2 separate regions of the Arabidopsis thaliana genome follow, and region 2 is linked to region 1. The links are chromatin contacts, called in public capture Hi-C maps. All regions are on one chromosome and are shown on one strand. The core of a region is the stretch at or near the end of the contact, and the rest is flanking DNA. Distances in the headings are between cores, read along the strand shown. Region 1 holds the start of AT1G26180. Region 2 holds the start of AT1G26550 (FKBP-like peptidyl-prolyl cis-trans isomerase family protein).

Region 1 (5,549 bases), core at 1,332-3,831:
TTTTTTGTTCTTTTGTTTTGGTATTTTTCTCACTGGAGGCGTTTTGTGAGCTTCCCTGGTTTCTCTACGTAGACAATGACGCCAGTTCTCTTCCCCTAAATTAGTCGTTTGGAAGACGTTCTCGATTATTTATTCAATAAAGTTTAGGTTTTTAGTTTACAAGTCACTTCTTTGGGTTTTTACAAGGATCAAGACAAGACCTGGATGCAGTTGAACACAGGGTGACAGGGAGATTGTTAAAACTTAAAAGTACCAAATACAAAAACAACGTTATAGACTGGTAGACTCATCCATTATTATACTCATTCAAAGAAAAAATTAAGAGTTGCTAAATTGGGACATGTCATTGTACCAACTTTCATAACACCCAAATTCAAATCAAGTACTATTGAAGGAACCGAGTCTTCAAAGTGGCAATTGCATTGACAAAACAATATACAACCCATGAAAATCGTTCTACGAGCTAGACCAAGAGAACAATCTAATGCAACCACTTGACATTACATTGGGTTGAATGTTGTTTGTTTCATCATAGGTGATGAATGATGAGGACGGGTGAGCTAAGTCCATGTACCCTTTTTAACCATTATACATATGCATATAGACACAAACACCTACTTTATAAGTACTACATATATGCTCTACCAGAAATGCTCAAGCCATGCATGTTTGGATTCTCCAATGGAGCTGCAAAAAAATAGGAGCAGAGCAGAGATCCTGATTCCCATCATATAGCTTTGTCCAACCAGGCTGGTAATCTCAACGAAGATTTCATTCCTAGTCTTGTTAGGAAGATCGAGTATAGCAGATGCAGCAACAACACAAAGAATCCACTGTTAAGTAACAGCTGTTGAGAATCAAAGCAAAATGTTATCGGCTTCTTTTATTAATTTCCCGAGATAAACAGAGAAAAGCGGGATAAAGAGATTGCGTACCACTGTCCCAAATATCATATAAATGAGGCTCATCGAAGGCATTATGTTCAGGCCCATGGCCGTGAAAACATAAGAGAGAGAAGCGTGGATGTTAATTGTGATCTGCAACAACAATGCAGTGGTGGTTTTATTTGTACAAGAGTTTCTTTAGGTGAAAAAGAGTGATAGGTATTTGAGGGAAAGAGGCAGCTTACCACAGCGAGAATATTTTCTCTTATTAAGAAGGATGATGTCAGAACATAGCCTATGAGACCCAATGCTCGAACCTGCGTGGGAGGAAACACGATAATACAAGTAAACAAGGAGAGATAAGGACATATTAAGTGTACTGTGTAATCACAGGAAGCAGACATTTCACCATTGTGCACAAGAAAATCGAGAGACGCCAGCTTGCCCCCATACTGAGAACAGAATAATATTGCAAGAAAATAAACAACTGAGACATTTTCTTCAACAGTAAAGACAGGAATTAGTAAGATGTATGTTTTTGTTGCAGTAGAGAACTAGAAAGTAGAAACTGTGCAAAGATAGAGAGGAGTGTATGAATTCAACTACCTCCACAATGATCCCAGTGCAAGCCCCACAAGACCATGAGTAAGCTACAAAAATAAAATCTCCAAAAGTTAAGCAATGGTCACGAGATAAAACTCTGCTTGGCAATCTAGGAAAGCGGAGGCTTACAAAGTAAGTTAATGCCTTGACCGGACCTGATAATATGAACAACAGCATGACAGTAGCAACCTGAGAAACAAACAAACAAACACCACAAAAGACTTGAAGCACATATTCACAAAAAAAACTTGAGAAATTCTTATTAATGAGAAAAAGAATGTTCTTTTACAAACCATTGTCTTCCTGCCACCTGCAATGTTCCATCTTATCGAAGAAATCACAATTGGTAGTGAGAAGAAACACCCAAAGTAGTTCTGCGTTCAAAAATGTAAACTCATACTCATTAAAAAGGAACAAGTAAGTATGAAATGTTTATCACACTAACGATCAAACACACAAAAGAACGATGATTCTCACACACATCCTTTGTTTCCAAAGTTGACATTTTTGGCAATGTCTTCTATGAAAAATAAGATCAAACTTAACCTCAATACTCCAATGTCCTTATGGGAATTATAAGGCAAGAAAAATTAACCTCAATGGCGAGAGAATTGCTGAGAAAGTAAACGAGGCCTGTCACAGCAGCGAACATGGCACATTCTACTAATCTCAGCGTTTTCTGGTAAACCACTTCATCTCCTTCCTTCGTCGAAGCGTAATTTCTCTCGGATTCTTCTTTCTTCCCATCCTCTTGATTATTATAAAGCGAAGCACCAGAGACGCTCGAGAATGCGAAGCACCTTCCACGATTAGAGATAGAAACGAGAGAGATTATGTGTCTCTGTGGAGAGAGTGACACAGAAGAAGCAAAGGAGCGTGTAGGGGCAAAACGGTAAAATCGAGTAATGGTAGACTGGTAATGAATCGTCTTGAGGAGATTCATGGAGGCGAAGAAGAAGAAGACGACGAAGCTCTCTTCTCCTCCGTTTATCTTTGATTCTGGAGATAAACTGTTCGATTGATGAAATTACACTAAGCCGGATTTATACCAATTTAAATCTACGGTTAAAATCCGGTTTGGTAATTGTTTATTTTGGTTATTTGATTGCTTCTTTCTTCTGCAACCTCTGTCTATAAAGGGTTTTCTCGACAACAAAATCTAGGAGAGGTGAACTACTTAAACTCCATTTGGTTTCTACTGTCTCTCCGACATCCTCCTATACCAAAGGGACAAGCGGGAATTTGAAAATTGAGGGAAGCTAAAACAATTTTCAAACACTCAATTTCTTGATCCCATCTGGAATTGGATTCCATCGATTAATCTCTCAATGGTGGTGGACCAAGATCAGCAATGGCTGCTCGGTTGCTTATCAGCAAGTCTTGACCCTAACCAGAACGTTCGTTCTTTCGCTGAGACCTCTCTCAATCAGGCTTCTCTTCAACCAGGTCCGTTGCTTAAATCGTTTGGGTTACTTTCGAGCTAGTTGCTTCTCTTCTATAGATTCTTTTTTGTAGTTAGATTTTACCCAAAAGATGTTTGTTTCTTGTAGGGTTTGGGAGTGCATTGTGCAGAGTTGCTGCTAACAAAGACCTCTCTTTGGGATTGCGTCAAATATCCTTTTCATGTCATTGATTTGTTATCCCCTGGAGCTTGTTTATTGATATAATGAGTGTTTTCCCTTTTTTTGGCTTGTGAAGTTCTTAACCTACTGTTACTTAGCTGCGGTACTGTTAAAGCAGTTCATTAAAAAGCATTGGCGAGAGAACGAGGAGGCTTTTGAATATCCTCTTGTCTCAAGTGAGGAAAAGGTACTTTCACTGTCTTCTTTTATTGTTTGTTTTGGATTTCCAGCTGAGATAGTTTAGGAAGTTATTTTGGTTATGTTATTAGGCTCTTATTCGAGGACAACTGTTGGGCTCACTTGATGACTCTCATAGAAAAATCTGTACGGCTATTAGTATGGACATATCGTCAATTGCCACATATGATTGGCCAGAAGAGTGGCCTGAGCTAGTTCCTTTTCTCCTGAAGTTGATTAGCGATCCAAGTAACACTAATGGAGGTATATTTTCGATCAATTTTGTTTGCTCTAGAGACAAATTCTTTTTTTACTACCCATTTCTGTACTCTTTCATGAGAATAGTTACGAGGTTTCCTGAGGCTGAATTTATTTCCATATTCAACAGTTCATGGAGCTTTGAGGTGTTTGGCTCTTCTCTCTGGTGAATTGGATGACAAAGAGGTTCCTACGCTGGTACCTGTGTTGTTTCCCTGCTTGCATGCAGTCGTATCTTCTCCTCAGGTATTGTATTCTTATATTGATACGATCAGACTCATGTTGAATCACGTTTATGGCATGTCAAGGTCTCTTATGTGAAAATTTTAGTAACAGAGGCCCTTATGGAGCTCACTTCTTTGTATATGTAGAGCTATGACAAGTATATTCGAGGAAAAGCCCTTACAATTGTTTATTCATGTATATATGTTCTTGGAGCAATGAGCGGTGTGTACAAGGTACTTTTTCTTTGATAATACATACATCTTGAATGTGATTTGCTTCAGCTACTTCTGTTATCAGTTTACATATATAATGTGTTTATATTCAGACGGAAACTACTACTTTGGTGACGCCTGTGCTTAAGGTTTGGATGAATCAGTTTTCACTTATATTGGAGCATCCTGTGCAACGCGAGGATCCTGATGATTGGAGTTTAAGAATGGAGGTTCGTCTCATCTTGTAATTGTCTTACTTTTGTTCCCATTGAACTCCCGGAATTGTATATCGGGCCCCTGTCTTTGCATTGATTTTACCTCCTCTCATTAGGTCTTGAAGTGCCTAAATCAGTTTGTACAGAATTTCCCATCTCTCATCGAAAGTGAATTGATGGGTATGTTCTCGTGTGTTACCCATGTACTTTTTTTATTCAAACATATGCATCTGAAGCATCATTATTGAAACATAATATATGTGCAGCTATTATGAGGCCATTGTGGCACACATTTGAGTCATCTCTACAAGTTTATCTTCGATCGTCAATTGATGGTGCTGAAGATTCATATGATGGAAGATATGATTCAGATGGTGAAGAAAAGAGTCTTGACACTTTTGTCATCCAGGTAACTTTATAATTTTAAGTGATCAGTTTTCCTTCAAGGTCTCAATATTGGAAGTTAGTCTTTTGGTTTTTTGGTTAGAACTGGGGCATTTGGCTCATAGATTGTGGTATTTTGATGAGTTTGAGGCCAAGTGAGACTTGTTTCTGTGCAGCTATTTGAGTTTCTGTCAACTATCGTTAGCAGTAGAAGACTGTCAAAGGTTTGGCTAAAATCGCTTCAGTTTTTTTCCCCTTCATTTTGGTCGTATGTTACTTTGGAATTGGTTTCTTACGGAAATACTTTTATATCAGACCATTGCCGGTAATGTCAGAGAGTTGGTATATCAAACCGTCGCTTTCCTGCAGATTACAGAACAACAGGTAAAGATGAATCATGCATCTTCTGCTACTCAGACATGATAGTATATATTGGTCATATTTGTTCTTTTAAATCTCGGATGATAACATGAATCTATCAAGGGAAGTCTTACGAAGCTAGACAGCCTATTTATATATATGACGAAGTAATTTGTTTGTTGTGCAATAGAACTTATCTCTTGCTATCTTAACGAATAAAAGATGACCAGAAGGCTTATCCACTTTATCTGGTTTAATTATTATATGGTTTATATGTCTAACATTGGAGACAAGACATCCCTTTATTCTTTATCTCATATGTAGTTTCTCTTCAGGTTCATACTTGGTCCATGGATGTAAATCAGTTTGTAGCCGATGAAGATGAAGGTAGCTACAGTTGTCGTATATCAGGTAAGCGGTCTCTCACTCTTCTTAAGTCAAATTCATATGCATAACTGAGACAAGATTTGGAGGTCGTATGCATATATCAATATCCAAAATTTATGACCGTGTAACTATAAAACTACCTGCTTCACCACAGGAATACTTTTGTTGGAGGAAGTTATCAATACTTTTGGTAGTGAAGGGATCAATGCTGTTGTAGATGCT
Region 2 (5,549 bases), core at 2,065-4,564, 120 kb before region 1:
TGGAATTTTTAGCGTCTCAAATTCTCTTTCTCCTATCTCTTCAGATCTATCGCTGCGACTCTTTCATTCATCTCACCTTCATCTCTCCTTCTTTTTTCTTTTATATTTTGTGCCGCCGGTGCTTGTCGCAGCAATCAACAAAAAAACAGGGTAAGTATATAAACTTACATGTAATAAATTATATTTTTATAATTAATGGGGTCACTTGACCCCCTTCTTTCTTAATAGGTCCGCCGGTGTGCGTAAGTAGGAGATTCATTTGATTAATTAATGAATATAGAAGTTCAGAAGTGGAAATTATTACGAGTGTCTCGCGAAGTTATTCAAGTGCTTAATTAGTTGCTTAATTTTGTTAAAGTTATCACGCTTGACACGTATCGAATTATTATTGGTTTTAAACAATATTTTGCTTTAACAATGAAGATGTGGAATTTTGCACAATTATCCACTTGTGATGCAACGTATCTTGGTGTTTTTTGTTAGATTAAAACACGTTAGTCATATTTACCGTGTTCTCGTTTTTCGTTACAAATTTTACATTCTATGATTTTAATTTGCGTTGATTGTATTCATAATTACATTAGTTAATAATCTTGCTTTCTTTTTTAAAGAGGGATTTGTTGCTTTCGTTATACCTAGCCAAATAGACTTCTGATAGTTTGTGTTAAACGTGGATTATATTTTAGTAATCTTTGTCTATAGTTTTAAACTTTTTAGGTATAATTGCTTGTACTTAAACTTAAGATACATTATATGATTGATTTGGTAAATTTCCACATAATACATTTCATGTTAATAAAACTAAATGCTGCATTTGAGTTTTCATATTTGTTCACACATTGAGGTTATGTATTTGTGATTGTGACCCTCTTATATGAAAAAGGCTTGTGTTCCCATTTGCTTCTTTTTTTTTTCTTCCAAATAATACATTTTTTTCCCCGGATTTTATTCTCTAAATCAATTACTTTATGTTGAGCATTTACTTTTTTTTCTTCTTCTTCTTAAATAGATGTGTTGTGATTGTTTTTTAAAAAAATATGTAAGAGATTTCATCTGACTAATGAATGAATGTATAAGTCACAACACAAGTGCTAATTATTGGCTCATGAAGTCATTGAAATGTTAAGTTGTTTTGAAATTTGTAACGCGACAACAAATCTCATTAACCATTATTGTTTCTTTTATGAAAAAGTGGATGGAGGATTAGGGGTTTGCGCAATTATGGATCATAATATGCGTTTGTTAGATTCACACTAACAAGTCAACGACCCACATTACACACCTCTCTTCACTCTGTTTTTCAGATGCTCATGCAATAACGTCACACTTTTACACTTGTGTTCACACGTATGACCTTTATTAATCAATGATTCGAAAACGATTTCGTACCAAGTTATAATTGTTAGGAATAGCCAGTATCAAATCATCAACCCTCTCTAAGCTACAGCCAGCAGCTTAGAAACCAATTTTTTCTTACGGGCAAATTCAAAATGTTCTCAAAGCCAAAGAAACCAAGCGACGAGCTTATAATAGAGATGGTGTCTCAATATTCAGACTTCAGAAATCAACACCCGGCATATATTATGGCCGTTACGCATTCATTATTCAAAACGAGACAAGTTTTTTTAACAATTTGGCCAAAACAACAAAGGCTGTGTTTTTTTTAAGGTTACAGTAGCAACTTCCATAAAAGTAGCAGAGCAGAGATGTATCTGTCAGTTCTTCCTTCCCTCTGATAAAATAATGTGGTATCCGTGCCTGCAATTACCACGCAATTACATTCATCATCCACTAATAAAGATAAATTCAGATAGAAGAGAAGAAAGAAGAGATCGGATTTGGACATACGTTGATTTGAAGGGTGCACTGGTGACTCCAACAGGTGTATTAAAGGCGACATCTTGGAATGGACCTGCCATCTTTCCTCGAGGGAACCATCCAAGATCTCCTCCTTTTTTCCCTGATGGACACTCAGAGTACTCTGCTGCAATCTGAGATCGTTCCACACACAAATCGTGTTAAGATTCTCCACAATTCATAACACACATCTATCGAAATATATCTAACCGAAAACTGAAACTTGTAGATGTCGGGAAAGCAATGAACTATGAGGTATTGAATGTGGGTTTTCTATAAGCGGTTACGTACATATCACAGTTAGAGATGGAATAAACAATACTATCTGAACTATCTTAGATTGATGTTTTGATCTCATAGACAAAAAAGAAGAAGGATATTCACCTTTGCAAACTCAGCAGGAGGAACCTTGTCTCCGTTGCTCAACCAACCATCCTGCAACTTTTTGTAGGCCTCGTTGATCTTTCCTTGCTTCTCGCACAAAACATGTCTTGCTGAAACAAAAACAATTGGAGATTTGACTTTAATGCTATTGTACTAATACAAAAGTTGTAAGAGAACTTTTGGATCCATATTTGTTTACCAGTATTTTTTACTCATGAACAAAGGTAACAGGCACAGAAACGAATCCAAAAAACACACCTTTAACATAAGTGCATGTCCCAAGACCATCTGCAGCTTTTCCTGCTTTTCCTTTACCCTTGGAGGGAGCTTCTTCACTACCACTTGCTTGCTTTCCTTTACCCTTCCCACCAGCTTTTGCGTCCTTCCCCATCGAATTAAAACTATAAAAAACAACCACGATTAAAACTTTATTATCACCATCAGATTACAGGGTTTTAACTTTTAACATCACCACACACATCTTGTAAACCCTAAACCCTGAAATAAATCCAGTGAACTTTTCAATGCAGATTTAAAGCCAAATGCAAGTGACTTGGAATCTACTACACTGGAAGCAGATATACAAATTTGTAAACTTAAAAAAATGCTTCAACCCGAAACTTTTGGGGAATTTAATCAAACACTTAGTAAGCTAAGATCCATCAAATTCAGAATGATCAAAACACAAAACAAGATTACAGATTAAAAAATGAGTAATTTAACATTTGGACAATCGAAACGCAAAGAGCCCAATATAGAACCGGTGCGTCCATGCACAAGATAACATCGCAAATGGAAAAACAATTATCTAGACGGAAGATTTAGCGCAAATAACATAAACCCCAGTTTTCAATTTCTAGCCTAAAAATCAGAGAATTGACCAACAGTTTACAAAACCAATCGGAGAAAACACAAAAGGTTACTATTAAAAGTGGAATGAAATATTTGATTGAGAAGCCAAGAAATTTACAAAGTCGAGAACTTTACCTTGAGATTCTTCTTCTATCAGATTGAACGATCGAGCAGAGAGTGAGAGAGAGAAAGAGAGATTTGTTTGCTGAAAAGTCTTGTGGGGATTAGAGATGGAACATTAAACCCATTCATTAATATGGGCTTGGCCATTCATGGTTGGGCTATTAGGCCCAATAAGATACTCTTCTTATCAAATATTTTCTATTTTTCGTAAATTTAATCGCGCCAAAAAGAAAATAAATATTTTTCCTATTTTCGTAAATGTCTGTCTCTGCTTTTCATTTGTAGAGCTAGCTGTCTTTCAGTATCAGAGTGAAATTTTAGGGTTTTACAAAAGGGAGGTTTTTTGCTTCACTCTTTGCTTATTTGGGTTCTGGGTTTTGATTATTTCTACAAAGTAACCACATTTTTCACTTTCCGGAGATGGAGCTGCAAACGATGAAGATAACGAAAGATTGTGTAGTTGAAGTCAGTTCTGAAGAGGAAGGGTTCGAAGGAGCTTGGTTCAGAGCTGTTTTAGAGGAAAACCCAGGGAACTCATCTCGCAGAAAGCTTCGTGTTCGTTACTCGACGTTGCTGGACATGGACGGTTCGTCTCCCTTAATCGAACACATCGAACAGAGATTCATTAGACCTGTACCTCCGGAGGAGAATCAACAAAAAGACGTCGTTTTGGAGGAAGGTTTGCTGGTGGATGCTGACCACAAAGACGGGTGGTGGACTGGTGTTGTCGTAAAGAAAATGGAGGACGACAACTATTTGGTTTATTTTGATTTGCCTCCTGACATTATACAGTTCGAGAGAAAGCAGTTGCGGACTCATCTTATCTGGACCGGTGGGACTTGGATCCAACCAGAAATTGAGGTATGAGGTTGATTTATTCGAAGTGGGTCTTTGCTTGAATGTTTGAAACTGTCTCTTTGTTGCTCTCTTTCAAAAAGGTTGAAGCTTTAATCCGTTTTGAGTCTGGTTGCGTGTTATGGTTAAAGGTTTCAGCTTTAGTTTCAAAAGGCTGAAACTTTTCTCTATTTTTCGTTTGTTGAGTGTTATAGTTCCATGGTTAAGAGATCCTTTCTTAAATCCGGTGTTGTTTTTGCTTGTAGCTGTCAAAATTTTGTTGCTTTCTTTGTTCTTGTTATATGCTATGATTAAAATTATTAAAGGTTTAGTTTTGGTTGTGAATGCTTAAAAGTAGACTTTAATTTGTTGTCTTTGAAGGAATCGAATAAGTCCATGTTTAGCCCCGGGACAATGGTGGAAGTGTTTTCTGCCAAAGAAGCTGTGTGGTCCCCTGCAATGGTAGTCAAAGAGACTGATGTGGATGATAAGAAGAAATTCATTGTCAAGGACTGTAATAGGTACCTGAGCTGCAATGGTGATGAGGCGAGACCAACCAACATTGTTAATTCGCGCCGTGTTAGACCCATACCGCCTCCTTCTTCAGTTGACAAGTATGCATTGTTGGAATCTGTAGAGACGTTTTCTGGTTTGGGATGGCATAAAGGGCAAGTGAGGAAAATTCTCTCTGAGAACCGTTACACGGTTAGATTAGAGGCTACACAGCAGGAATCTACAATAAGACACTCAGATCTTAGGCCTTTCATGGTGTGGGAAGATGGAGTTTGGTATAACGATCTAAAGGTATCAATTACACTAGTTTCAATCAACATTCTGACAGTTTTGGTTTATTGGTATGAATGCTTTATGTTTGTTTCTATTTTCAGCAAAAACCCATAAAAGAAACTCCTCCAACCATCTTGAAAAGGAAGCCAATGCGCTCTTGTTCTGCTGCTAAGTCAATGACTCCTACGAGTGCCACAAAGCATTTGAGAAGTTTCCTGAATTCTAAGGAAATTAGCGAGACACCCACTAAAGCAAAATTTGTATCTGTAAGTTAGACACTCACTAGTTTCCTTTGCTTTCGCCATGTCTTTGATTATGCTTAACATATCTGCGTTACCTGAAATTAGGCCACTAGAGAATTAGGAAAAAACAAGGCTGATGCTGTGATGAATGACAAAACTCATCTGCTCATAACCCCTCAAGAAACATCAATAGGTAAACATAATCTTCCTTAACTCATTGTGTTTAGTTTCTACATCGCTTAATACTGATCTTTAATGTCAATGTGAATCTGTTTCACATGTACCCCAGCCCCGGTCATAACAGTCACACCATTGAAACAACAAGATGCTGAAACTGAAGGAAAAAAATCCCCAAAGAAGACACCTGAGCCAGTGAAGCATCAGAATGGCTTGGAAAATAGTTCAACTCAACACGAGGTAAAGCTAGTTTGTTGTTTGAAACATAACCATTCTCACTTCCACTAGATGGTG

What was found. Capture Hi-C pulls out chosen DNA fragments and counts their contacts.
Region 2: a contact with region 1 is called in a capture Hi-C map of seedling, with 2.0 times the contacts expected there. A contact is called at or near these places in 1 of 26 Hi-C or Micro-C datasets (vegetative nucleus) and 1 of 3 other capture datasets (seedling).

The regions. Positions count from the first base shown.
Region 1 is chr1:9,051,705-9,057,253 of TAIR10.1, reverse strand. AT1G26180 reads right to left here and starts at 2,581. Exons shown (of 8, transcript NM_102383.5): 1 at 2,083-2,581; 2 at 1,781-1,861; 3 at 1,617-1,676; 4 at 1,491-1,534; 5 at 1,294-1,336; 6 at 1,130-1,201; 7 at 936-1,037; 8 at 313-847. The coding sequence starts at 2,430. The coding sequence ends at 728. It overlaps AT1G26170 (ARM repeat superfamily protein), which reads left to right and starts at 2,551. Exons shown (of 33, transcript NM_102382.3): 1 at 2,551-2,933; 2 at 3,038-3,099; 3 at 3,204-3,296; 4 at 3,379-3,550; 5 at 3,675-3,790; 6 at 3,916-4,002; 7 at 4,095-4,211; 8 at 4,313-4,376; 9 at 4,463-4,605; 10 at 4,757-4,804; 11 at 4,896-4,964; 12 at 5,276-5,351; 13 at 5,482-5,549. The coding sequence starts at 2,816. AT1G26190 (Phosphoribulokinase / Uridine kinase family) reads left to right here. Exons shown (of 12, transcript NM_102384.4): 12 at 1-159.
Region 2 is chr1:9,168,883-9,174,431 of TAIR10.1, reverse strand. AT1G26550 (FKBP-like peptidyl-prolyl cis-trans isomerase family protein) reads right to left here and starts at 3,314. Exons shown (of 5, transcript NM_102417.4): 1 at 3,229-3,314; 2 at 2,500-2,642; 3 at 2,242-2,351; 4 at 1,849-1,991; 5 at 1,399-1,758. The coding sequence starts at 2,632. The coding sequence ends at 1,716. AT1G26540 (Agenet domain-containing protein) reads left to right here and starts at 3,479. Exons shown (of 8, transcript NM_102416.3): 1 at 3,479-4,077; 2 at 4,432-4,854; 3 at 4,938-5,102; 4 at 5,184-5,271; 5 at 5,368-5,495. The coding sequence starts at 3,637.